7 separate regions of the Mus musculus genome follow, and regions 2, 3, 4, 5, 6 and 7 are each linked to region 1. Evidence: chromatin contacts called from public ChIA-PET, Hi-C and HiChIP or PLAC-seq data. All regions are on one chromosome and are shown on one strand. The core of a region is the stretch at or near the end of the contact, and the rest is flanking DNA. Distances in the headings are between cores, read along the strand shown.

Region 1 (2,700 bases), core at 121-2,620:
AATCCCACCAACAAAGGAGGAGTGTTCCTCTTTCTCCACATCCTCGCCAGCATCTACTGTCACCTGAATTTTTGATCTTAGACCAATGGAATAGAATTGAAGACCCAGAAATGAACCCACACACCTATGGTCACTTGATCTTTGACAAGGGAGCTAAAACCATCCAGTGGAAAATAGACAGCATTTTCAACAAATGGTGCTGGCAGAACTGGCAGTAGCTCCCTTTTATATTGCACGGCTGCACAGGTATACTATTTAGGTGCCTCTGAGATGAAGAATGCCAAGGTCTAGTCCCCACAACAATTCTCATCAGACAAGCAGGGCTGGGGCACATCTCAAACAAGTTTGCACAACAGAGGGTGTGAAGGGGCGAGGGGCAGACTACCTGGCATCAAACCTGGCTTTATCAGCACCATCCACAGTGGGAAATCCTCGTGTCTGCCTCCTTGGATGAAAACAGGGATTAGACCCATCTGGTATTGAGGGGAGTTAATGAAATTAAGGCACCTGGCATTTACTGAACACTTCTTTAAGGCAGGCAAAGCACCATAGAGAAATGTCATAGCTATTCAGAGAAGACAACTGGGCTGCAAGGCTGGACAGCCCAGACCAGCTCTGACAAGATGGATAAGATATATACAGGCAGGGACACTCATGATATTCACAGAGTTTTCCACACATAGGGATGGAGGTTCACAGATCTCTCTGGGGATACACTGAGGTGTTCAAGAAGCTGAGTTAGTTCAAATCGTCTGATGGTGGGCAGAATGTCGGCACCTGCCCAGTACACCTCTCATCAAATCTGGCATCTTCTTCTCATTATCTACAGGATTCCAGCTTCCAGTATTGTGGACCCAGGGCTGTGTGTTCCTTACAGTGCACTCTAGGGATCTGTATGCCTAATACAGGCAGCGCTAACATAGGCTCTGGGGGTCTGGATTGGAGCTGGGACCTCCAATCCACACCTGCGTTGACATCACCAGGCCTCACCTGCCGGAGCGGAAGGCCTGAGGATCTTGGGGCGCTGGGGGCGGGGGCCATCTGCTCCAGCCCCACAAATGAGTCCTTCTCCCAGAGAGTGAGAGCCGGTTGATTAAAATGCAGCCCGCTGCCAGAGGGCGAGGCGCGCAGCTGGACAGCAGCTTCTCCGGAGCATTTGCAAAAGCCTCTCTCACAGCTGGAGCGACAGTTGCCCCTGCGCCACTGGCCGGCCATTGTGAACTGCAAAGAGTCCTTCTTTGGGCGGAAGCAGAAGTTCACCCAGCTGTCAAATATTTGAAATGTAAAAAGCTCAGGGTGCTGGGGGAAGGGAGAAGACACAGACCACGTCAGAGGAAATGCAAGCTGCCCAGGGGTGGAGGAAGCCGTGGGCTGAGAGTTCACTTTGAGCAATCAATAAGGCCTTCAGAGTCAGAAGAGTAAGACAGTTCCGGAGAGGGCAGAGCCGCCAGAGGCTCAGGATGGCAAGAGCCAGCCGGGGCTGGAAGCTACTCAGATCGCCCCAGCCCCAGTGGTGACAGGGCTTCTGAAGGACAGATGGCATTTCCTGGATCCCTCTTGGCTGCTCCCCTCCTACCGACAGGGTGGTTCCTCTGTAGAACACCTGCTCTGGCTTCATACCCTTTACATTGCACTGTAAAGCTGGGACCCAAAGCATCACTCGGGGCGTGAACCTATAGTGCAGCCTCCCTTCCTGTCTCTGGGTACCACTTCCTTCTCTCCTTGGCTTCCCTTGCTCTCTGGGCAGTCTTCAAAACAAGCTTGGGGTCCAGATCCCTTGCTTATCACAGGACCAGCACAGAGCATCGATTGGTTTTGCTTCCATTTACAGTCCTTAACATTTTAAAACTCCGTATTGACTGTGGCAAAAACTTCTTTATGTAATCCACTAGGAAAGGGTAAAGCTGTCAAACCTGCTAGAATTCCCAGGTCCAGCACAGCAGGCTGATGAAGACCCATGCAGCTATGCTTACACACTCTACTCCAAGTTTCTGAATCCTAAGAGTACCTGAGCAGGCTTTGGGCCAAGCAGGATATCTCTCTTGGGCAGTAGAGGAACCCGAGATGTGTCCCCATCAAAGGCAGGTTCTCTTATTGTCACACTTTTGATTGGCTTGTCTGCACTTTGCAGCCTGCTTGGTGGCTTAGTCTTGCTTCTGTTCCTACACACACACACACACACACACACACACACACACTAAAGCAGGCCTCTTTGCATTTGAGGGTTTTGTTTCTCCCTCTCTGTCTCTGTCTCTGTCTCTCTGTCTCTCTCTGTCTCTCTCTCTCTCTCTCTCTCTCTCTCTGTGTGTGTGTGTGTGTGTGCGCGCGCGCGTGTGTTATCAGGCTTCTTCTTATAAAAAAATGCATAACTATATACTAGTCCCTGTTCACAAAGTCATCACGGTCCACAACATGACCTAAGTGGAACTCACGGAGGTCCTGTCTACCCTCAGCAGTCTCCAGAGGGTTCTGGTTAGCCTGTCTCCACCCTTCTCTGGAGTTGCTACCTGCCACTTCCAGGCTTTACTTAAATCTCATCCTGAAATGTTGGAGTTCAAGAGAAGAGAGATGCAGAGAGCTGTTACCTATCCCAGAGGAGCCAAAGACCACATGTCCATCATAGCGGGCCTGCAAAGCAGGCCTCCCCTCTCTTGAAATGTTCTTGAGGTCTTTACAACGTCTGAACACTGGAGAGGAGCC
Region 2 (2,700 bases), core at 64-2,563, 880 kb before region 1:
TAGACAGGGAGTACAAGGATTCTAACAGAGAGAGAGAGAGAGAGAGAGAGAGAGAGAGAGAGAGAGAGAGAGAGAGAGAGAGAGAGAGAGAGCAGTTCTACCTCCTGCTACAAGGCAGAAGAAGCAGCTACATCATCTCCTGGGCTCTGGGATGCTAGGGAAGGTGAAGTGATAGGAGGGCTGGCTTTTGGGTCCTGCCCAGTTGAGCCCTGGGAAGATAGGACGTTTTTGGAATCTTGTGTTCCTAAGGCCCTACTTGTCAGATTCCTATAGGTCTCATCCTGAAGTCAGAATAGCTTGCTTAGCAGCCTGTAAGTAGGGGCTGCAGATTCATCTACCAGCATGCATTTCTTAGAATCTACTTTTTGTTCTGAGATCCCACTGGCTAGAGATGGGTTGAACAAACCAAGGTCGAACTCCTGTACTCATGGATTCCAGTACCTAGAATGAGGGGTCTCTTTATAGGCTATGCCAGCTCTTAGGATGAAATGGAATTGACCAAGGGCATGGATTCTTATCTCAATGACTCGGAACACTCCTAGCAACCAGTTGGTAAAAGCTGGGGACATTTTGTAGTTCACAGTATCTCATGGCAAAGAGTAACCTTGTTAAAAATACCTGTCAACTATGCCTTGTGGACTCCTTGCCCAGTGGGAGAGCCAGGTGTTAATTTGCCACACAAATGAGCAGTCACACAGCACCCATACTCTGAAGGAAGCACAGGGAATCAGCAGGATGATGCTGGACCCTCCCCAATGCCAGCTGGACCCACAGGATGATGCTGGGTCCACAGCCTACTGAACAATGCTACCCTCATTCAAGAAAGGCTTTCTGTTTTCAGTTAGGCCTCCCTGGAAATCCTGGAAATTCCCTCATAGACACACCTAGAAATATATTTTATTAATTTCCCAGGTATCTTTCAACCCAATCAATTGTTAATCACCACTAACCATCACATTTATCCATATAATAAGCTAGATGCTAATCTTCTCTGTTTTTGTAGAGGCCAAAGTACCCAAAGCCACACAGGTCAACAGACTGGAGATCTACCTAGACACAGCTAACTAGTGCCCAGCCCAAGAGCCTGTCCCTTAACCTCTCATTTATCCCTGTGTCGTAGCTCCTTTTCTGGTTATTATGACCAGTACTTGACAAGAGGCAACTTAAGGGAGAAAGGATTTATTTGGGATGAAATTTTGAAGGTATAGTTTGTCATGATAGAGAAAGCAAGCTAGCAGGAACACACAGCTATATGCTTATCTCTATGTGGACCACGAAGTGGAGAGGGGGCAGGAAGTTGGGCAGGACTGTAAACCTCAAGGCCTGCCTCCCCAGAGATCCACTTCCCCCATGTAGGCCCTTGTTTTAGTTACTTTTCTGTTGCTTTGATAAAACGTCATGACCAAGTCTACTTCTAGAAGAAAACATTTATTTTGGCTTATGGTTTCAGAGGACTACAATGAGTGATGGAGGAGGGAAGATCAGCTCACATTTTGATCCACAACCACGAGGTAGAGGAAGAACACTGGGAGTCTTTTAGAACCTCAAAGTCCACCCCCAGTGATACATCTTCTCCAACAAGGCCACACCTCCCAATCCTCCCCAAACAGTTCTACCAAGTATTCAAAATAGGAGCCCAAGGGGACTATTCTTTAAATCACCACAGCCTCACCTTTAAAAGGTTCCAGAAACTTCCCAGAGAGCACCATGAGCTGGAGAGCAAGTGTTCAAACACACAAGCCGGTGTGGGACTTTTCCTAGCCAACCTGTAACACTCAACAACCCTTCTGCTCCTCTGTCTTCCAGCCGAGACATGCCACTGTTTGTTCTTGGTCCTCTGGGCAGGTAGCAAGAATCTTATGGGAAGAGCCATCTGTTCTCATATGCTTTGAGTGTGAGATGTTGCTGCTCAGGACAGTTGACTATGCTTTGCTGGTCCTGAATTTGCCTTCAGTGATGACATTAGCCAAGGCAGGAGTGATTATACCATACAAATTGGCACAAGCTACAACAAGGGCTGCTTTTAATTTCTTTACTCCCTGGAGCTGATTGTTGCCCCTCTGCTAGTATGCCATATCCCCAAGACTTAAGATTTCCTGGGGCTCACTCATTGGAAACCTCTACCTCAGACAAGGCTCTGTCTGGATTGGATGTTGGGAGGCCTCTGGCATCCTTGCAGCTTTCTTATCTTTGCTGCGTGTCTGGAAGTCTTCTGTCTGTCTTTCAAAGGCCACAGTGGCCTAGGCTCCAATTTACTGGGCTCTCAGGTTCTGGACAGCAGGAGGGAATCAGGGCTGCCCACTGTAGCCTTTCTTAGGATGGAGTAAGATGCAGTAACTTCTGTTTCTTTCCCTCCACATTCACATAGCAGCATCTCAGGGAGGGTAGCATGGGGCCCAGGATCTTAGAGCTGACATTTCTACCTGCCAAAACATAGTGAGATTTAAGTGTGAGCAGAGACAGGAAAGGCCAAGGGCTTTCTTGTCCCTTAGAGAGAGACAGGCCATGCCATGTTCCCTGTGGAGGGTACCTGCATGAGCTGGGGTTCTCCCATGGCAGGTCCCCATGTTTGCTCCATCTGACAGATAAGGAAACTGAGGTTCAAAGAGGAAGTAACCTGCCACAGACACAGACTGTGAGGGACAGATGTGAGAGCTTCTCTGGGGCAGAACCAGAGGCTGGCTTCCACATTTCTCTAGG
Region 3 (2,766 bases), core at 100-2,599, 900 kb before region 1:
CACTGGTGAGAGACCTGCTACCCAACTCATGTACATCTACAAATGTCATGGTGAAGGGGAGAGGAGGGCATGAGTTCTCAGAAAAGGCCCACCACTGTCTTCTTGATGGCTGTTTGGCCTTTAAATGCAGGTAGCAATTACCCATTTGGACTATTTGGAGACTAATTAGCTTGCCCCTTGGAGATAGCAGGATGAAGAATGTGTCTCTTTGACCAGATCTACTTTCTCACCTCCCTGGGAAGGGCTTGGGGGAGGTCAAGGGATGACAGGGCACTGGTGAAGGATTGGGGAGAAATGAGTCCAGAGCTACAGGATGCCCTGTAGCTGCTTGGTCCCAGCTGCAGATCCTTCTGAAGATAAAAATAGCCTCCTGCTTTGGTTTGGCCTTTGCTGTTGTGTTATGGGCCACTTCCTTTGTGGGTGCAGCTCTTGGCTGTCTGCCTGAGAATGTAAGGTGGTGTCAGAGCCCCAGTTGGATCTGCCCCTGACTGCAGTGTCACTGTGTCACGGTGGGGAGCTGTGCCCTTGGCATCCCAGGATGATTTGAACTAGACCCACAGAGGCAGGATTCTCATGGTGGAGGAGTTCCAAGATCCCAAGAGGATGAGGAAGGTATCCACTTGGCTCAGATGGTTGCCTGAGCTTAGCTGTGAGTCCAGTTGCATATTGGTTCTTATCAGCCACAGGTCAAGCTCCAAAGAGTTGGTGATGCATTGTAACAATCACAAAGGTATTCCTCCAGGAGGACGCAGACTTGCAGGCAGGCGAGGTATCAGCATAGGCTAACATGCTGTAGATGTGAGAACTACAACATGCCTGAGTATGTTTTGCATGTCTGTTTTGCAGAGTTGCTCTGCCTTTCCTAGGTGCTAGGGATAAGCCTTGGCACCCAGGCCCTGCAGAGTGCAGGCCTACCTATGGAAGACTGCCTCCAGCACCTTCCTTCAGACTGTCACAGGCTTTACCCAGGCTGCTTGTGGTATGTGTCTTCCAAAATGTGCCCAGGTCAGCAAGGAGACTCCAGGCACTTCACCTACATCCATGATGGGTTCTGGACCCTCGCTGGGTGTGGGCGAGACTGGCCAACCTAGAACACTTGCTGTACATGGACACAAGTCACCTCCTGCCCACTCATGCTGGTGTCAGGCAGGGCCCTTGACATTTAGCAGTCTGTCTATGCAGCTGGGGGGCCAGCTCTACCGAGATGAGGGCTTGACCGTAGTCATTTGCACACAGTTGTGTCGGCTCTGCCTCACTGACTGTAACTCAAGGCCAAGGACCTTGCCTTCTTCATACTTGGGGTTTCCCCAGGGCCCAGACTCATGCCCTGCCCTAGAGGACAGCCAGTGCTTGGTCACATGGTCAGGTTTCTTTCTCCACAGCTGCAGCTGCAGTTTGTGTGCAGTAAGGCTTGGCCAGAATGTAGAGGCTTGGACTTGAGACAACCCCTGTCCTGTTCTTCTAGTTCCCTGTGACCTTGTGCAAGGCCCTGGAGTCTTTGAGTCACACCTGCAGAAGCTGTGATGTCTGTGTCTGGGGCTGGGCTTACGTGTTTGTCATGGGATGACCCAGCTGCTCAGGATCCCAGTAAGATGAATAGGGGTTTCTGGAGAAGGACCTGTGGCCTTCTTGTGACCTACAACCTGGACAAATGGCCCCGAGTCTCCCTTTAGGTCCCAGGAGCCTATGGGGAGACAGGGTGTTCATTTCTCTCCTTTAGAGCCAAGAGAAAACCCTGAGTCTGGCAGGAGGTACAGGATATGATGAGGGAGTCTCAGAAATGGGCAGTGCTGTATGGCTCTGAGCTGAGGTCAGGGATGACCCCAGGTGCGTTCTAAGGCACCTCGGGAACAGGTTTAAATAGTGCTATCATGTAACACCTAGGTTGGGATAGGAATGGCCATTCTGTGAAGTGGACTAGAGCTCCCCCAGGCCACCTTGGACTATGACTGGGGAGCCAGTGCTGGCAAAGGCACACATACAATTCCCTTCAGCTGTCTCTGGAGGCTCAAAAACACCAGGTGCAGGCTGTTGGTTAGAATTTCCATTTCCATTACCTGGGGCTTTTTTGTCCAGCCCACCCCTCCCCCGTCTCCAAGAAGGGTGTCATTCCCAAACCCAGTTGGCTGAGGCTCTTTCCAGGGGTGCCCACTTGTTATATGTTGGTGTCTGGCAGGCCTGCTACTTACCGAGGACAGAATGCCCAGCTTATGCATAAGGCATGGGATTCCCCCAGAAACTCTAAACTGCAAGGGCAGAGCCATGTGACAGTGGTCCCAGGAGTCCTGAATCTAAAGCCTGTCATAACCCAGATGGTTTTGGGACAGTCAAGCTAACTCTTTTGTCATTTGAACACAAGGGAAAAAAGTACTTGCTTAGAGTCTGTGTGAGGGGACTAAGTAAGGAAGGAGGGTGAAGGATGTGGGATATGGCTTGCCATAGCTTGCCATGGTGCAGTTAAGAATTAATCAGGGAGGTAGGGATGGTAGCTAGGATGTGAGAGCTGGAGGATGGAGAAGATGGTCATGAAACATTGCCATGGCAACCATGAACACACAGCACCTGTGGATACCTTCATGAAATTCCCCCATGGATAAAGGATGCACCCAGGGGGTCCCAACCCTATTCAAGGAGCTGAAAACTATTAACGCTGCAGAGTGTGTGGGGTCCTTTTCTCTAATGGTGTAGCCACTGGGGGATAAACTGAGAAGACAGGGTTCATATGATTATATATATGTACGTGTATATGTGTGTGTGTATGTATGC
Region 4 (2,700 bases), core at 150-2,649, 710 kb before region 1:
TAGAACCTTGGGAGATCTGGAGTGGGCCAGCTAGACTCATATGGAGTCTATACATATGGGTCAAATCAAATATAGGTAAAACAACGGGGGCAAAATGTGTTTTGAAAACTAGAAATGGGTTTTGGGGCTCACCAGAACGCATAAATTCACTGAGATGAAAGGCCCTATGGGTGATAAAAATGTCTCATTTAAGAAATTAAACGATCCTGTCATTTGTAACAGGAATTAATAGCACTTTAAAGCGGACTGAGCGCAAGGCGATCCGGGTGAGTCACAGTGGCCTTCCACATTTGCAGTGTCCCTCAGATAATTATTAATTAACATGACATCAATTGTCTCAGTGCAGCATCATGGTGCAGACTCAGACACACTAATGGAAGGCACTTCTTATCGAGGCTTCCTGTCCTTTCGTAAAATTAAAATGCTAAACTAATTAAAACCAAAGGTACTTTAAAAAACAGTTTGCTTCCAAACAGATTTTTAATATATGCCAAGCTGAGTGGGAACCTAGAGCTATTTTTTTTTAAAGTGAGGATCAGAAATCTATTTAAAAAGGAATTTTGAATATATGTCCCAACAGCCCCCTCTACCTCCACATAGCCAATATGGCATTGGTGTTGATTTCACTAAGGGCAGAAGTTGGAATAGGGTTGTTGGTTTCTCAGGAGCACTGGCCAAATAATTGAAATGTAGGTGATTATTTCTATATCACTTAAAATAGTTCCCTGCATGGCTTTGGTGTGAATTTCTCTTTCTGCTCTTGAGTGAGTCCCTGAGCAATCTGCTGCTAGGCTGTTTCACCCCTGATTATCCTGGAGATTTTTGTGTGTTCTTTCATGTTTGACTCTGAAGATGTTTTGAATATGCCCAATGTGGTCTCTTACTCAGAATGTTTTTGTAGTTTCAATCCCTCTGGCATGTTCTTTCTATAAACTGTCACATAGCTTGTTCTTTCTCACTTTTCTGGATCTAGACCACCCTGTGAATGGAATTCTACACTAAGCCTAGAATGCTTGGTGAGCTCTTAGAGGGTGTGCGTTGCTCCCTCATTACAGCTTGAGTGTACTTCTCTAGTAGTTGACTCTTCAACTAGAAGGCTAGCATCCTGAGGGCAGGGACCACTTTGCCTGCTTAGCTCTGAAGCCCCCCACCCCACCCCTGTCATGACGTCCAACATTTGTCAAAAAGAGGAAAATGCTTAATCCATCTGCAGTGACAAGAGATATTTCCAGAAAGACTGGCCAAGAAAGAGACAAAGATGTTTTAAAGAAGTTGCTGGTACCTCATTGTGAGACCTTGAAGACATTTAGATAAAAGGATGTGGGCAGGATGTGGGAAACACAGAATATGCTCAGCTAATCTCTGGATCAAAGAGAGAAAAGGAGAAAGAATGATGACATTAAAATAATTGGGTGGATCACAGCGCGGGTGCGGCAAGTGCTCCACGGTAGGAACCGGAGGCTGAGGGGGTTTTCAAGATGAATCATCTTTTTCTTTTCCCCTCTGTCTCCCTTTTGTAGGCCCAATTTGTTTTCTTTCTAGGTTTAGAAATATTCAAGAAATGCTTGTTAGGTAGTTGTTAGGGAGTCCCAGTCTTCTCTCCTCTCTTTGGCACCGATAATATTGACTCATGGTGGGAGGGTCACCAGCATGAATACCTGGTTCATTTACAAACTTTCAATCTCTCTGATATAACTTCACTTGCATTCAAGCTTGCTCTCTCTCTATGTTGAAGAGCTTCTAGTACCCAAGAGTTTATCTAAAGATGAACTGTTGGCCTTTTTCTCCTGTGGAATCTGCTGGACACTAGTCAGGGTCTTGTTTGCTTTTCTAGTTTCTGTGATGCACAATCAGGAAGCAGAGAGACCCTAGCACAGGGAATGGTGCCACCCACAATGGGCAACTTTTCCCACCTCAATGAGCCCAATCAAGATGCTACTCCTCAGGTATTTGAAAAGATCCATCACCCAGGTATTTCTCGATCTCACTAAAGTGACAACTGAGATGAGTCATCACAACCAGGGAAATGTTCATCTTAAGGTATTGGCAACATGCTCTGATAGTAGTTTATATTTTAGGATTTTGAGTGCCCTTTGTCCTCTTATGGCTAAACTGCTTCGTATTTATTCTGAAATGAAACTAGGTTTGCTAGTTTATAAAGAGGTCTAAGCTAGCAACAGGCAGCACATGTGGACATAAAATATGTTGAAATAAGATTTGGCAATTGGCCAGGTATGGTGGAACATGCCTATAATCCCCAGTACTTGGAAGGCTGATGCAGGAGGATTGTGAGTTTAAAGCCAACCTACCTACCTAGTGAGGCCTTATTTTACAAAATAGGAGGTAGGGAGTGGATGTATGGGAGAGGACTGGCAAATGGAAGAGTTCAATATGGTATCTATTAATCATCCCCACCACCATCCTCACCAATGCTACCATCATTACCATCACTGATATATTCATGACCCTCCTCCTCCTCAGCACCACCATCATCACCATCATCCTAATCACAACCATCATCCTCATCATGCTGTGGGTAAATAAAACATGTGAAGGAGAAGGAACACCAGAATGCTTCCCTTGTAACTTTTCATTAGCCTTGGGAGACCATAGCAACCATTTTAATTTTCCTCTGCTGTGGCCTTAATATAATTGAGAGAGAAGTCAATTTAAATCAGACAATCTATCCAGCTATATATG
Region 5 (2,870 bases), core at 133-2,632, 760 kb before region 1:
GCTGCCCTTGGCTGCTTTTCATAGCCAAGGCTGACCTTAAACGTCCAGTCCTCTGCCCCCATTTCTGTGGTAGGTGAGCACTGGCTGAGCAGCAGTCCTGCCCTATTGCTTCTAATCTTAGCAACCACCAATTTACATAGATTGAGTCTCAGATCCCACTTTTCCTGTGAATGCAGAAAGGTTTGGCTGTGGATCCTTGGCTGGCAGTGAGGGTAGAAAGGGATCAAGTTACAAGCCTTTGGAAGACTCCACTTCTGTTTATAGCAGGGTGGCGGCTTCCCTTTATTAGAGGAGGAAAATTACAGTCCACTTAAGGGAAGTCACACTGCAGTCCTGCTGTATCTCCAAGACCCCCTTTCTCTTGCACTTTTCCTGTTTATCTCTCCTGCTCATTCCACGTTAAGAGTTTTCTCACCATCAAGAGTTTATATCTGCACCTTCATAGAGTATTCGTTTGGGTAGATTTAGGACAGATAGAGATCTAAAAGTAGCACTTCTTTTTTTTCCCTAGACAAAAACCCAAGGGAAATTTAATGACTAGCATGTGAGGCATTGCCATTGCTATGTGGCTAGCTTCCTTTTCTTTCTATGGACCTCTGAAAACCTAGGTCTTTTTGTTTTTGAGACATGGTCTTCCAAAATAGTCCAGACTAGTCTTGAACTTTCAATCCTCCTGTCTTACCTTCCCATTCCAAGTGCTGGGATGTACCCAATAAGCTGTTCTATCTATCTATCTATCTATCTATCTATCTATCTATCTATCTATCTATCTATCTATCTATCTATCTGTCTGTCTGTCTGTCTGTCTGTCTGTCTGTCTGTCTGTCTGTCTGTCTGTCTGTCTGTCTGTCTATCAATCTATCTATCTATCTATCTATCTATCTATCTATCTATCTATCTATCTATCTATCTATCTATCTATCTATCCATCCATGTATGTGTGTATATACGTACATGCATTGGTACGTGTGTGCTGTGGTATATGTGTGGAGGTGAGAAGGCAATTTGTGGAAGGCTGTACTTTTCTTTTACCATGTGATTCTTGGGGATGGAACTCAGGTCATTAGGCCTGGCAGCAGTTGCCTTCTCCCAAGCCATTTCACCAGCCCCTAAAGTCATTGAAGGTAAAGAAGTACAAAGAGGTAAAGAAGCTGTGAGCCTCTTGAGTGAACTGATGGGTCCTTGACTCTTCCTGTTGTATAGAGATGGAGGCCAGTGAGCTAGCAGTTGGGAAGGCTCCTGAGAGAACACAAAGAACTTTGCCTCCAGTCCGTGTGAAACAGGTGAAGACGTTAGTCAGAACCCGTTGCTTTCAGTCAGTTTCACAATGGCTGCGCTCTGCCAGGGAACTTCCTCTACTAACCTGACTGTGGTTACAGGTGGCAGTGAGTGGCTGGAGAAGCTTGAGTCACAACTCACCACTGTGGGCCCTTCCAACAACCACCGGGCCTGTCTGGAAGTGCAACTCCAGGTCTGGTGGAAGTGAAAGCTGACTTAGGAGCCACCCGGGTCTATTTTGGGGGTTCTGTCTGAGCTCACCCCTCACCTATCTGAAGGGCTGGCTTAATGCGGTTTCCTTTCTACCTTTCTTTATAGAAATTAGCAAAGGCTTCCTCGTGGCCTTACCATTTGGTCTTCAGAAGCTCTGTGGACACTGGGGACCTTCACTGCTTTCCAGAACTGATATTTCGCTTTAAGTCTTATGGCCACTCCTAGAGTGTCCCTGAGTCCTGCTCTTCTTGCTGGGAGGTGGCTTGAATCTCAGGCTCTTAGGAGTTTCAGGGACTAGGGATTCTGACCCGATAGGATCTGGTTCCTGGGTCAAATCTTCCCCGCTTACCAGTGTCCCATGGTACTTTCTGCCCCCTCTTGTCTCCTCTGTCCTTCAGGAAGGGCAAAGCTATAGCTGAAGCAGCTGGAAGGTGATTGGAATATTTAATCATGGCTTCTATTTCTGGGTTTTTGACTTTTCTTGCCTGAGGTACAGTGAGAATGTAATACAAAATTTGATTAGAGGAAAAACTAGTGTAACCGGTTCAGCCTCTTGAGATAAAAATGTGGTAATATTACTTTCATACTTCTAATAAATGTATTCCACTCACATACACCCTTGCAGAGTACTCTCTTGAAGGTCTTCCATGATATGAATGCACACTTGTGGATGGGAGTTGGTCCCTCAACACGAAGGTTCAGTCAATGTTAAGCCATAAGGGGAAAGCATCTCATGCCTTGTGATGTAGTTGTGTATCCCTCCTGCTGGGTGTCACTCTTGGATGTAGATGGTCCTGCACAGCTCCACAGTGGCCACAGTACCAAGCAGCTGAGGTCCCATGTTCTCCGTTCCTGTAGAGATAAAGATGATAGCCCATAGTGACTACACAAAGATACAGTTCTTTCAGGTCTTAAGTTTTACCTGAAGTAGGGCTCAGTATTGGGGCTATACTCAGAGGAGGTATCTGGAGAAACTACCCTTATAGCAGTTTGACCCGGCTGTATATGTAGGATATGTGAGAGCCACCACAGTGGGCTTCAGGCTTTAGATTGAGCCCGAGTTGACACCTGGCTCTCAGTGACTCTCTAGTGTCTTCCTCTTTGGAACCCACGGAGTTTTCTCTCAAAGGCCTTGGGGCTGGCTTCTGGTCCTTTTGAGTGACCTTCATTTTCAGTGTCTGCATTCTCTTATGAATCTGTGAAGCTCTATTTCAATACCACTTTTTCATACCATGGGGAGAGGCTGTTTGCTTATGTTCAATACAAAATATTCACTGTCCCTCCAGGGAATCTTCCCTGAATGAAGAAGGGATGTTTGAAATGATGGTATCTATCTACCCCCAACAAAGTGTGTGGCTGTGACTGCAGCTGGGGGAGGG
Region 6 (2,700 bases), core at 154-2,653, 680 kb before region 1:
TAATGTGACTCTGTGGCAGGCCAGAGGCCAGAACCTTAGGTCCTGGCCTCCAGGCAGGGTATGTCCCTTGTGCTTTGTGGTTTAGGAATGTGGGACTGCCTGGTGACACTGAAGGAGGAGCGCTGGAGGGCAGACGCAGCTAAACACGAGCTTCATTATGTAGGAAATTGGAGCAACTGACTAAGCCACTGAAGCAAGCCTGGGGTGTGAGGATGACTTCTTTTTGCCTTCTCCCCAAAGCCATGAGGCAGGAAGGTCTTCTGTCAAGGACACTGCAGATGCAGACAGAGGTTCTGAGGGGTTGAAGAACCTCATCTAAATGACACGATTAGTAAGTAAACAAGTCAGGGCTCCAAAGTGAGGGTCTGTAAAGATTTTGATGTACAAAACCACTTGTCCTTGTGTCTGTCTGCCTGTCTTTGCTTTTCCCAAATGCATATCCTAACCTATCTGAGTTTGCTTGTCTCATGGAACATGAAATAAGATCTTTGCCCTTTAGTCATGCTCAGGTTTGCCACAGTGGATCTGTGTTCCTGGACTCTGAGCCTTGTGTATGTATATGTATATCTGTATGTGTATGGTATGTATGTTTGTGTGTGTGTGTGCTTATGTATGAGATATGTATGTGTGTGGTTATATGTGTGGTATTTAGTATATGTGTGTTTGTGTTTGTGTGTGTGTGTGTGTGTGTGTGTGTGTGCACACGCCTTCTAGGGCAGGTCTCTGTCTGACATGTTCATCCCTACATCAATATTTCTTTTCATCTGACCTCTTCTAGCCTGTTAGTAGGGCATGAAGTCCCTTGGGCTAGAGGCTTTTGATAGCAACCTATAAATTGCTTTTTAAATAGCCTGATGATTATTCTTTATAACAATTTGCATTTCATTTTAATTAAAATACGAGTCTCCTTTTTACTCTTCCCATCTTCTTGGTGCATAGTTCGTTCATTAGTTTGAGCTTTGTGGCGCAGAGTTCTGAGCCCTCACTGCCTTTCACCATCCTTTTCAGTCACAGGCTTGGAGAGGCACAGTGAGGTGGACATGCTCAGGTGGACATGGGGACACAAACAGCCTGGGCATGGCCAGGAGCTCCTGGCAAAGCTCCTGAAAAGGCCAGCTTCCTTTTGGATGTGACAACACGAGGTTATAATTCATATATTGCTTCAACCACAGTGACCTGATCAGGTAGGTGACTAATCCCCTGGGTCCTCCTGCCTTGCCAGGCCTGGCTCCTCACTGGAAGATCCAGTGGCTCGAGAGGAAGGAAACAGTACTTTCCTCACCGTGGGCCAGGGGAGAAAGGGGAACAGATGTGATCCTGGCTTCCTTGCAGAGCAGCCCCTGTGTATAATCTGCCTCTTGCATTTGCTGTGAGTCCTGACTCACAGGGGAGACTTCGGGCAGGGAGGAACAGAAACCTGAGGTCTGGACTCAACAGGACCCTCCCTGCCAACCTCGACAAGGCCTGTGTGTCTTCTTAGTTTCCTGTCACTTGCCACAGAAGCAGGGTTCCAGTTGGTTTCTGGATAGGTCAGATGTAGCAACCTTTGGGTGGGTCCCTTGGGTGCTGGCTCACTGGGACTCTGCTGAGCCACTTGGGGCGGTTCAAGCACAGAGGGTTCTCTACTTTAAAAGAGTCAGGTTTTCCTCGAGGATTTTGCCTCTGCCTGATGTTGACAGCTGGCCTCAGAGGTCAAGCTGACCGTGTAAATGACCATAATGGATGACTTACCCAATGATTTTATTTAGTTGTTCAGTACTCATTGGATACTCCCGGGCTAGGCACTGTGTGTAGGACTACGTGAGAATCCAGCATAGCCCTTGAGACATGGGCAGGGTAGTGGCAGAGGGTATGGATATGGAACAAAACAGAGATGTCAGGAACCCAGAGAGGGTATGCCTTCTGGGGAAACTGAAGCTAGGAGATTTTCTGTCTCACTTGACCCCTCTGAAATTCTTGCTTTCAGGCTCTTGAACTGTGCAGTCTCTGTAGAGAGGGTGGAAGAAAAAGCCCTCTTTTGTAGTGAGTACTAGAGTAGTTTCCCCAACTCTCTTTTCAGAGTTCAAATCCCTGGCTCCTGCTTGTATTTTGTCTGTCACCTTCTGCAGAAGTTCTTGCATGGCCTTGGCTCTCCTGGCTTAGGGTCTGGCTGTAGCAGTTGTATAAAGCTCAGCCCTTCACCTGGATCGAGGCAACGATTTGAGAGCATTCACTCTAGAGAGCACTTGAAGACTGACAGATGTCCTCAATGGGTGTCACTCAACTTCTATCACACCCCGCTTTTCTTATTTCCTTAGAGATAAATCTCTCTGGTGGTCCTGAAGAGCCACATACATATTGTCACTTTCTGCACAGAGTCTGTATCTGGAGAAGAGACTATGAAAGTGGTTTTGATAACCCACTGAAAGTGGGAAATGGAGGGAAGAGCATGATGGGACACGATATAAACCCACTGCATAATGGGACAGAATATAAACCTGCTGCATGGTGGGAAAGGATGTAAACCTGCTGCATGATGGGACAGGATGTAAACCCACTGCATGATGGGACAGGATATAAATCTGCTGCATGATGGGACAGGATGTAAACTCACTGTATGACTAGCACAAGGGGAAATGGTAGCTGGCAGGTCTGTGGTTGTGGTGATCTGAATGTGAAGCGTTCCCCACAGGCTTCTGGGTTTTAACACTTCATCTCCAG
Region 7 (2,700 bases), core at 30-2,529, 800 kb before region 1:
CTGGTTCCCTGCTCTAAGAGTCCTGTCAATTCCGAGCCCACATTCTACACTCTGGATAGATTGGAGGCCGTCAACACTGAGTTGTACAATCACACAGTAGGACGTGCAGCTGATGCAGGGCCTGGCAAATACATTCCGGGGCAACAGGTGTCCTTGGCTGGACACCATCTCTAGTCCTGCCTGACAGTGTCCACAGTGCATCTAAGCCCCTAGGATTTTTGAGTCCCTTTTGGTCCTGGCAGGTAACTTGCGCAATGCCCACCTCTAAGCCAAGTCTCTGGAGCCAGCAAGGGAACTGGGCCGGAGTTTGAACTTCCAGGTTGAAGTTTAGATAACTGAGCTATCTGAGGGGCCTGCTCCTCACAGCTGCCTTCCTGTGCCAGCATCCTCCCATCTTTCTGGGTGTCTGGTGGGCGGTGGGTTACCTGTGAAAGGCAGAGTGAAGAGGGTACCCTACACTTGCCAGCCGCCTGCACAGGCCTCAAAGCCTTTGAAGAGCTTCAGGCTGGGCGAGTTGGAGATGTGTAGGCCCGGAGCCCCTGTGAGCAGAGCACGCGCTTCGTTTTCATATTCTTGGTCGCCTTCATCAAGATATACTATTCTTCGACATTTCCTGCTCAGAAATCTTTGAATCTCGGTTCTTTGTCCTGACAGCAGGTGCAGACCAAGCTCTAAGAAGGCGCACTCTTTAGACGCCCCTGGGTTACTCAGCTCAGTCTCAAACCACAACAGATCATATGTTCCTCCAGAGAGATCCAGTGATGTGGGGCAGAGAGAGTCAAGTCCAGAATGGCCCCGACATCTCTCTGTTCATGGGGCAGAGTGTCTGCCTTGTGCAGAAGCCAGGAAGCCAAGTTCTAGGTCCTCAGCAGAGAGGCACCAGCCTGCTTGCTGTTTCTTGCTTTGACTTCTAGAACTGAGCCGTGCATCCTCGATGCCCCTGTTAGGAGCAGGGGGGGATGGTTCCCTCTCACTGGTAATGGTTTGCAGCAAGACACATCCAGACTTTAGCCAGTGGCCTTTCCTTCTTAGGCACTGGCCTACAGATGCCACAGCTGATGCCCAGAGGATAGTGGTCTCAACAGGTTTCATCCTGAAATTTTTATAAGATGATTCTGGACTCCAGGGGCCCCTTCACTGGGGGGACATAAAAGCCATTAGCTCCTGCGGTTTCCATAAAGGAAGTGCCCTGCTTCCTCTGTCGTAGCCCCAGTGGGTCTGGATAAAGACAGATTACAATCCTTGGGCATCTTAAGAACGAATACCATGGTTTCCGCCTTGCCTGTGCCTGGCACCGTGCCACACGGAATGGAGAGCCTGAGTCACAAACCTCAGGGATGTCAGTGCCATGCGATTTCATTCTTTCTGTGCCTTACCTTCCTCCTTTGTCCAGTGGGGTGTGTGTGAATAAGAGTATCAGCTGCATAGAATCAGTGTGAGGGAGAAATGAATCTGTAAATCTCTTCAGAACAGAGCCTGGTGTCAGCCAGTATGGAAGTGGGGGCTCCTAGCTATTTATCTTATGGTTGGGTCATTTGGCTAAGCAATGTGGATCTTAATCCAGCTATTGATGTGTTACTAAAAGTTTTCTTTTTCTTTCTTTTAATGAGATGGGAAGAAGGGGAAAGAGAGGCCATGGGAAGGAGGATATTATTAGTCTACGTCACTACTAAGCCAAGCGGAAGCCATTGGCTAACGTGGGCTCCAGGATTCCTTAGTGGAGCCACACTGGAATGGCCAGCTGCTTTCAGATAGTGTGACGTGGTGAGACTGAGGTCTGGAGGAAACTTGATTGGCACCGGACAGCCGTCAAGTCTTGCACTGGCAAAAGCTCTACTGAAGGCATGGGCTGTGGTTTAGTCAGTACTTCTTGCTTCAACTTTATATACAATGCGATTTTAGGTTAGCCATCAAACTACCACTAAGCACTTAGGAAAACTGAAAAAATTAAGAAAGCTCTGTGTGTTTGTCTGCTCAGTCTGAGCATCTGAAGGTGGCGTGACTCAAAGGGAAATCTCTGGACTATTGAGCTGAAGCCAGGGCTGCACAAAGGTTTGCAGAGTGCTCTAACCAATGTAGGTGCTGGCTGGCAAGTCAGGCTGGGAAGCAGCCAGCAGGAAATGTGCACGCAGCCCCACAAGGCTGCACCTGCCCGCCCTTGGAATGCCTCCTGCAGTTGAAAGCATCTCAGGTCAGGTCCTTTCTGAAATTCCTTTCCAGGAAGCCCCCTGAAGGTTCTTCTGAACTGAGAGCTCTAAGGAGTGGGCTTGGGACTTCGAGTTGACTCCAGGCGGTGACTGGAGAGGGCTGTGCAAAGCCCTGGCCCGTGTAGCGTCTGTCTTGAGCTATAACTCACTACAACTGAGCTACAGGCTAGGTCCAGGTGAGACTGAGGTGGTCTGCGTTGTTTTTCTAGAAATGGAAATGGCACCTGCTGAGTCATCTCAACTCTTCCCAGATGGCTTTTGTTAGCAACCATTTGTATTTCCTAGACTCCGGTTTATAAATGTCAACCGTTCTTAACCCCTTCTTCTCCACAGAACCTGTGTGGCCATCTCCGTCTCCTCACTGACAGTGTATGAGCCTGAGGGCTGGCAGTCTCTGAAGGTCAGGTGGCAGTCTTGCGATGCTTCAGGAGTATCTGACAGTGATACGGAAAGAGAGATTTTTAAGGGTAGTTGCTGTTTATGCCATGACAAT

The links. HiChIP or PLAC-seq counts read pairs in DNA pulled down with a chosen protein or histone mark. A called contact is a pair of places that touch in the nucleus more often than the background predicts. ChIA-PET counts read pairs in DNA pulled down with a chosen protein or histone mark.
Region 2: a contact with region 1 is called in an RNA polymerase II ChIA-PET map of memory CD8 T cells, with 35 read pairs. The contact joins two enhancer-like sites. A contact is called at or near these places in 1 of 39 promoter capture datasets (hippocampal neurons), 1 of 15 datasets of contacts at CTCF or cohesin (CD8 T cells), 12 of 484 Hi-C or Micro-C datasets (B cells, the C10 cell line, Th2 cells and 5 more) and 5 of 115 datasets of contacts at active chromatin or transcription factors (CD8 T cells, double positive thymocytes, embryonic stem cells and 2 more).
Region 3: an H3K27ac HiChIP or PLAC-seq map of large pre-B cells shows a contact between it and region 1, with 4 times the contacts expected there. The contact joins two enhancer-like sites. A contact is called at or near these places in 1 of 39 promoter capture datasets (hippocampal neurons), 4 of 484 Hi-C or Micro-C datasets (the C10 cell line, embryonic stem cells and granulocyte-monocyte progenitors), 4 of 115 datasets of contacts at active chromatin or transcription factors (embryonic hindbrain, embryonic stem cells, large pre-B cells and 1 more) and 1 of 9 other capture datasets (embryonic stem cells).
Region 4: a contact with region 1 is called in a BATF HiChIP or PLAC-seq map of CD8 T cells, with 6 read pairs. The contact joins two enhancer-like sites. A contact is called at or near these places in 2 of 15 datasets of contacts at CTCF or cohesin (large pre-B cells and pro-B cells), 4 of 484 Hi-C or Micro-C datasets (the MNK3 cell line, Th2 cells, cerebral cortex and 1 more) and 2 of 115 datasets of contacts at active chromatin or transcription factors (CD8 T cells and memory CD8 T cells).
Region 5: a contact with region 1 is called in a Hi-C map of Th1 cells, with 2.2 times the contacts expected there. The contact joins two enhancer-like sites. A contact is called at or near these places in 2 of 15 datasets of contacts at CTCF or cohesin (CD8 T cells and pro-B cells), 2 of 484 Hi-C or Micro-C datasets (B cells and Th1 cells), 4 of 115 datasets of contacts at active chromatin or transcription factors (CD8 T cells, Th17 cells, embryonic stem cells and 1 more) and 1 of 9 other capture datasets (embryonic stem cells).
Region 6: a contact with region 1 is called in a CTCF HiChIP or PLAC-seq map of CD8 T cells, with 8 read pairs. The contact joins two enhancer-like sites. A contact is called at or near these places in 1 of 15 datasets of contacts at CTCF or cohesin (CD8 T cells), 1 of 484 Hi-C or Micro-C datasets (Th1 cells), 5 of 115 datasets of contacts at active chromatin or transcription factors (CD8 T cells, acute myeloid leukemia, embryonic hindbrain and 2 more) and 1 of 9 other capture datasets (embryonic stem cells).
Region 7: an RNA polymerase II ChIA-PET map of memory CD8 T cells shows a contact between it and region 1, with 16 read pairs. The contact joins two enhancer-like sites. A contact is called at or near these places in 1 of 15 datasets of contacts at CTCF or cohesin (CD8 T cells), 2 of 484 Hi-C or Micro-C datasets (both in Th2 cells) and 4 of 115 datasets of contacts at active chromatin or transcription factors (embryonic basal ganglia, embryonic stem cells, memory CD8 T cells and 1 more).

What each region holds. Positions count from the first base shown.
Region 1 is chr12:26,067,166-26,069,865 of GRCm38.p6, forward strand. No RefSeq gene overlaps it. Among named protein-coding and RNA genes, the nearest start is that of Gm29835, 89 kb to the left of the region's middle. Within about 2 kb of position 1,371, at least 104 of the 459 cell types and tissues checked have an H3K27ac peak or open chromatin away from gene starts, as enhancers often do. A contact at or near this core is called in B cells, CD8 T cells, the MNK3 cell line and 5 more, where this site is marked.
Region 2 is chr12:25,186,093-25,188,792 of GRCm38.p6, forward strand. The region is part of intron 5 of Gm36287 (a long non-coding RNA gene); the gene reads left to right. Gm36496 (a long non-coding RNA gene) reads right to left here. Exons shown (of 3, transcript XR_381348.4): 3 at 1,413-2,423. Among named protein-coding and RNA genes, the nearest start is that of Gm36496, 3.4 kb to the right of the region's middle. Within about 2 kb of position 1,314, at least 10 of the 459 cell types and tissues checked have an H3K27ac peak or open chromatin away from gene starts, as enhancers often do. A contact at or near this core is called in CD8 T cells and memory CD8 T cells, where this site is marked.
Region 3 is chr12:25,164,517-25,167,282 of GRCm38.p6, forward strand. All of the region lies in intron 4 of Gm36287 (a long non-coding RNA gene), which reads left to right. Among named protein-coding and RNA genes, the nearest start is that of Gm36496, 25 kb to the right of the region's middle. Within about 2 kb of position 1,350, at least 121 of the 459 cell types and tissues checked have an H3K27ac peak or open chromatin away from gene starts, as enhancers often do.
Region 4 is chr12:25,358,757-25,361,456 of GRCm38.p6, forward strand. All of the region lies in intron 1 of Gm36723 (a long non-coding RNA gene), which reads left to right. Among named protein-coding and RNA genes, the nearest start is that of Gm36723, 4.2 kb to the left of the region's middle. Within about 2 kb of position 1,400, at least 30 of the 459 cell types and tissues checked have an H3K27ac peak or open chromatin away from gene starts, as enhancers often do. A contact at or near this core is called in CD8 T cells, the MNK3 cell line and Th2 cells, where this site is marked.
Region 5 is chr12:25,310,524-25,313,393 of GRCm38.p6, forward strand. It overlaps Gm46343 (a long non-coding RNA gene), which reads left to right. Exons shown (of 3, transcript XR_001780576.2): 3 at 1-722. Among named protein-coding and RNA genes, the nearest start is that of Gm46343, 8.2 kb to the left of the region's middle. Within about 2 kb of position 1,383, at least 105 of the 459 cell types and tissues checked have an H3K27ac peak or open chromatin away from gene starts, as enhancers often do. A contact at or near this core is called in B cells, CD8 T cells, Th1 cells and 3 more, where this site is marked.
Region 6 is chr12:25,387,933-25,390,632 of GRCm38.p6, forward strand. It overlaps Gm36723 (a long non-coding RNA gene), which reads left to right. Exons shown (of 12, transcript XR_001780577.2): 3 at 1-331; 4 at 1,009-1,184. Among named protein-coding and RNA genes, the nearest start is that of Gm36723, 33 kb to the left of the region's middle. Within about 2 kb of position 1,404, at least 72 of the 459 cell types and tissues checked have an H3K27ac peak or open chromatin away from gene starts, as enhancers often do. A contact at or near this core is called in CD8 T cells and memory CD8 T cells, where this site is marked.
Region 7 is chr12:25,267,227-25,269,926 of GRCm38.p6, forward strand. No RefSeq gene overlaps it. Among named protein-coding and RNA genes, the nearest start is that of Gm46343, 35 kb to the right of the region's middle. Within about 2 kb of position 1,280, at least 77 of the 459 cell types and tissues checked have an H3K27ac peak or open chromatin away from gene starts, as enhancers often do. A contact at or near this core is called in CD8 T cells, Th2 cells and memory CD8 T cells, where this site is marked.